Linked DNA regions of Sus scrofa: region 1 is linked to region 2. A link is a contact called in public Hi-C data. All regions are on one chromosome and are shown on one strand. Each heading gives the region's core, a stretch centred on a gene start, on an enhancer-like site or on the middle of the called end of the contact. The rest is flanking DNA. Distances are from core to core; before and after follow the strand shown. Region 1 holds the start of GAS2L1 (growth arrest specific 2 like 1). Region 2 holds the start of RHBDD3 (rhomboid domain-containing protein 3).

Region 1 (2,700 bases), core at 173-2,672, 39 kb before region 2:
GGCACCAGCCAATGAAAGTGGCCACATTGTCTCGGGCCATGAAGGAGCCAGGTGCCACGCTGTGTGCCTGGAAGGCCACCCCACGGGCCGGGCGGGCAGCGGCCATGGCGCGGGCAGCCTCCGTGACAGCGTTGGCATGTTGGCACAGTGTGGTGCCGGTAGCCAGCCCCGTCAGGAAGCCATCACCACCACTGGGCAGACCCAGGCCATACAAGGCATTGAGCCACTCGGCCAGGTCCTCCTTCATGGCCTCCACATAGGCCTCGCTTGAGCGGAATGGCCGCACGCTCTTGGCTGCTGAGCCTGCAATGCCCGCCACCGGGTCCGCCATGCCCAGGCCAGCCGAGTCACTGTGGGCAAGGACACGGGTCAGGATTGCTGTGAGGACCCATTGAGCTCTCAGTACAAAGTTGCTGACCACCTGCACTCTCCTGTCCTTTCAGACCAAATGTCTGAGAAACTTCTCGCCTCAGTTTTCCCGTCTGTGAAATGGATACAATAACATTACCTTCCTCATAGGAACAAATGGGATAATTTTTATAAATGACTTAGTGTCCATAAGTGTTTGTTGTTTGGTTCTTTGAGGGGAGACAGGCTGTTGGGGTACTTGGCTGAGTCCTCTCGCCCAGGCAGGGAGGCACCCATCTGGACCTCCCTGTGTAATAGGTGATGAGCTGAGCCCTAGAGAGATGAGCCCCACAGCCCTGGACTCACAGTAGGAAGCCTGGTTCTGACCTCAGAGAGGGGTTAGCCCCACTGCTCAGGGCTGCTGCCCATCCTGCTTCCTCCGGAAAGATCCCAGGTCCTCCCTCAGACCCCTTTCCCTAAAGACCGTGTCATTATAGCAATGACATGAACAGCAGCAGCAGAAAAGTAATCACGATGATCGTGGCCAGCACTAAGCTCAGTGATATTACCTCCATTTTACAGATGAGGAAACTGAGGAGCAGAGCGCACTCATGGACGCTGAGCAATGGGTGGCGGGGCAGTAGGAGCCCTGGCCGACGGACAGGGCACTGCGTTGCTGATCCGGCAGCCCGCTGGCCCGGGCCAGGCCCCGCCTCCTCCAAGGAGCCTCCCCAGCGCCCCAGGCTGGTCCGAGTGAGCCAGGACTCAGAATAGCCTTCGCCAGCCCCGGCTGTCCTCTGGGCTTCGGCCCAGAGAGGGTGCGGGGCTGCCCAAGGTCACACAGCTCTGGGGAAGAGGCCGCGGCCGCTGCCGCCAGGTCCCCTTCACTGTGTGCCGGACAGGGGGTCTGGGGGTCCCCGCACTCACCTCGCTCATCCTGCGGCCTCGGGGAGCATCGCTCTGGCGGGGCCGGGACCGGGCCGCCGCAGGGAGGCGCCGCCCGAGCCACAGCGATCCCGGTCCCACCACCGCGTCCTCCGCGCCAGCCGTCTCCGCCCCGCCTCCCTGGAATTCGGATCCGGCCCGGAGGGGTGGGCGGGGCCACATGCTCTTAAAGGGGACGCGCTCTTCCCGGGCTGGGAGGGTCTGCAGATGCCGAGCGGGCCAGGGACTCTTTGCAACCCTGAGTGGAGGCGGAACTAGGGCCCCCAGGCAACCCTACCAGCCCAGATGTCCCATACCCACCCAGGCTGGTCCCCACAGTCTCTTCCACCCTTCTTGGTCTCCTGGGGAGGGGTTTGGGTGTTTTTAGTTGCACTCCCTCGTCTCCAGTTGGTGGCCTCCCGGGTGAGGGCACAGCCTTTTCGTTCCCAAGAACTCAGGAAGCGATAGGGACCTGGGGCTGCAAAGTCACCTCCTCCAAGTGGTCCTCCTTAGCTCAGATAAATGAAGCTCTCCAACCTGGGGTGGCGGGCTTCCTACAGGCAGGGCGGCCTCGGGGAAGGATGGGGAGGGCTCTGTTACCCCCACCCAGCCACTGGAATGCTCTTTTTTAACCCTGAGATTAGGGGACCCTGTTTCTCCGATGAAGGCACTGAGGCTTAGAGGGGTAGGCAGGATGACGCTGTGGGCCCCTCCTCTGCGGTGAGGACGGGCCAGTCCTGGACCAACTCTGGCTGTCCGGGTGCGGCCATAGGCTATGGGTGAGAGGAGGATTGGCAGCAGCCGAAGGTTAAACCCGCCTGGTTTCTTTTCAAACTGCAGAGGAGGGAGCTGGCTGGGACCAGCGGGAAATCCTGCCCCCTGCTGCGGCAGGTCTGGCTAGGCAGCAGCCTTGCTGGCCAGGCAGGACTGCTTGGGATGTGGGGGGAAGCACTACCAACAACAGCCAATGCTCAGAGCTTTGATAAGGCTCCTACTGTGTGCCAGGCCTACTGTGCACCCTTGACCTGAAGGAACTGATGAGTCACCTCTATGAGGGACACTGTTATGCCCAAACTTGGGCTCAGTCAGAAGAGTAGCTGATGGAGCTGGGATTTGAACAATGACTATTTTGGGAATACCCTCATTCAAGGATCTGGGGATTTGGTTGTGGACCTACTGTGTGCCTGACCTTCTGGTACCAGGCTGCTCAGATGCATCATTTCACTGAGTCATTATGGCCTTTCAAAAGGTGGGCTCTCACCCCAACACCCAGGTGGTACAGGTCCCACTCCACCCTCTCCTTAGCCCCCTACCCCCACTGCAGAGTGAGGAAGGCAGGTGATGGACGTAGTAATGGGTGGCACCTGCCTGGCACCTACTGTGTGCTGCGTGTCTTTGGGCACTGCAAACCAAGAGCAAAGAGCAGGG
Region 2 (2,826 bases), core at 68-2,567:
ACATGATCATGTTAAGACGAGCAGAACAAGATAAACCCCAAAGGATCTGAAACTTTACCTTCATATAAAAAGGAGGCACGCAACAAATAACAATATTTAACATCAAAATGATTACACCAGTAGCTGCATCTTCTCAAAAAATAATTTTGTTTTTTTAAAATCATTCCCTCACTTTAGGAAGTTAGACCAACCATAATTCCCTAGGAGGACTATGGAATAAATGGCAGAAAATAAGAGGCCAGTCATCTCAATCCAGTGTTCTAAAGATTTTGCTGACTGCATCAGGGTTACATCTGTAGAATAACTCAAAAACTAGACATATTTTAAGTCCCAGTGAAGCAGAGTTAAGGCAGATTTATGGTAAATCCTTGGGGGAATAATTTGATTTTACGTAACATCAACTTAAAAAAATAATTCCAGGAATTCCTGTGTGGCTCAGTGGAACAAACCCAACTAGTAACCATGAGGATGCGGGTTAAAGGATCCAGACTTGCTGTAGCAGTGGCATAGGCCAACAGCTGTAGCTCTGTTCGACCCCTAACCTGGGAACTTCCACATGCATGGGATGCAGCCCTAAAGAGCAAAAAATAAAAAAAATTTTAAATTCCAACTTAAAAAAAAAAAACCCCACACAATTTTTCTTCCCCATCCTAAGTAAAACCTTCCTACAATTCTTCTTTTCCTAAGAAATTTACAAGCAAAAAAAGGACTGAAAAAAATAATTTCACCCTCTGATCCAGAGGTGTCTACAAATAGTGGAAAAAAAAATATATAAGCTAAGTTTTCATGACACTGCTGAATTAAATATACGTGTGTACACACACACACTTTAAAGAGATTAAAAAATAATTACTTTTAGAATCCTGCCAATTCTTTGCTCTTCCCAAAGAACTATGGATCTTCACGTTAAACATGAAGGCAGCCCAAAAGGTCCTTTTCTTTTCTCATTAGGAAGTAGTCCCTCATCTGAAAGCAACAGCTGACAGCTCTTCATAGAGGGGTTTCTACTCTCACTCTTTCCAAAGCCTGTCTCACAGTTCACCTTGCCTGGCCCTGGAGCATTTTGCCAAATCCATCTCTTTATGTTGGCTCATCGTTCACCTCCCTACACTTCACTTGACCACTTTCCTTCCTCTGTACATCCTCAACTCAGAACCCTGAATCATCAACATTAACAAATCAAGCACCAAAGACTGTATAACAAAAAAAAATTTTGTTCAAGACCATCACAGCTCTGTATTTAACATGTAAAAAATAAATGCAAATCACTTCTTCCACCAATGAAGTATCAAAAATCAAATTATTTTAACCTACATTCTGATGTTTCTGTGTGAGAAGTGATTCTAAATAGCTGACATGTAAGTTCAATGTTTGTAAGAGGACTTTTACACAAGAACAGTTATGTAAAACATAAAATTGGCAAAGCTAACATGGAAAAACGAATGATCTTAGATCGGTGAGAAGCCAGTTGATTTAGCCTCACACTGGCAGGGTAAGGGAGGTAGCAAATGTATTTCCTGAGAACTTGTCTACCTACAGCATACAAACATTACATGGCCTCAAAAATCTGCAGTTACACATTGATCAGATTATTAAAGTATTTTTTTTTTTTTTAAACTCTCAAATGTGCAGCTGAAGACTACACTAAAAATGCAGAACACAGGCTAGGTTGAAGACAGAGCAGGCTGTGATGGGGGACAGCCTATCCACGGGTCCAGAAGGCAGGCGACAGTCTATTTCTTGCTCTGAATGGTGGTTATTTGGAAGTTTACATTGCAATTCTTCGTTAAAATGGACATATACTTTAGGTACATTTCTACGTATGCTATATGGGAGAGGGAAAAATATCTAACATACCCAAGGTGGTGGCTTTCAGATACTTTAGGGCAGTCACTACCTAAACTGTAGAGATTTAGAGCTTCAGACTACATTCTGAGTTTAAAGTCACTATGAGACAACTCTGGGAGCCAAAATGCTTTACTCTAAGGTCAGAAGCCAAGGGCTCAAAAAACTCTTAAAAGGTCTAACCTAACTCCTTCACTCTGAAGGAAAGGAAACACCCAAGTCTAAGTTACATGACACACACCCCCAGGTCCCCCAGCCAGGGCTACTATTGTTTGTGTCTACCTAAACCACAATTGTAATTCTAATATAGTATGTGGTGGTTACCAGTAAACAATCTGAGCAAATCAGAACAAAAAACTGGCATGTCCAGCCACACACTATTTACTACCCAAACTTTAACAGAGAAGGGAGAGTAGCACTCCATTTACAAAATTCAAACACTGTAGGGAAAAGGAAAGTGTAATGGGCTCTGAGGTATCCATTTCCCACCAGAATGTCTTGGACGTGGTATAATTCAGCGCCCTCTCTTCCAGGAGCACTTTGTACCCTGGCACTAAAAGCCACCATCTAACTACCTGTTTACTACCCACACAACTGGGGAGAGTTCTTAAACGTTCCTTCGCTGGCTGGATTCCGGACCCTTTTCAAATTGAAACTCTGAAGGACCCAGGGCTTTTTCCCATTTCCTTCTTGTCTTTTGCAACTGCCTCAAAGGCCTAGAGTCAGGAGGGGCAAAAATGCCCCACCCTACCAATAACCGCAAGAACCTGCTGCAAACTGCAGGTCCAGTCTAGAGTGTTAAACACCCCGTGCAAGGACCACCCCAGTCATCGTATTCGAGCGAGCTCCCACCCCAGGTTTTCTTCCAGTACGCGCCTCCTTCCTCTCTAGTCAGCGAAATAAACAAGCCCCCCGGCCTAACCTGGGCAAAATAACATGCAGAACGATTACTTAAGCATAATGCACACTCCCACCCAGGCC

The links. A called contact is a pair of places that touch in the nucleus more often than the background predicts.
Region 1: a Hi-C map of embryonic fibroblasts shows a contact between it and region 2, with 2.6 times the contacts expected there. The contact joins the promoter of GAS2L1 here to the promoter of RHBDD3 in region 2. A contact is called at or near these places in 1 of 5 promoter capture datasets (fetal liver), 10 of 47 Hi-C or Micro-C datasets (embryonic fibroblasts, epiblast stem cells, fetal skeletal muscle and 5 more) and 2 of 2 datasets of contacts at active chromatin or transcription factors (alveolar macrophages and skeletal muscle).

The regions. Positions count from the first base shown.
Region 1 is chr14:46,448,489-46,451,188 of Sscrofa11.1, reverse strand. GAS2L1 (growth arrest specific 2 like 1) reads right to left here and starts at 1,422. Exons shown (of 7, transcript NM_001244834.1): 1 at 1,276-1,422; 2 at 1-350. The coding sequence starts at 331.
Region 2 is chr14:46,409,708-46,412,533 of Sscrofa11.1, reverse strand. RHBDD3 (rhomboid domain-containing protein 3) reads left to right here and starts at 1,317. Exons shown (of 7, transcript XM_005657361.2): 1 at 1,317-2,826. All of the region lies in intron 1 of EWSR1 (EWS RNA binding protein 1), which reads right to left.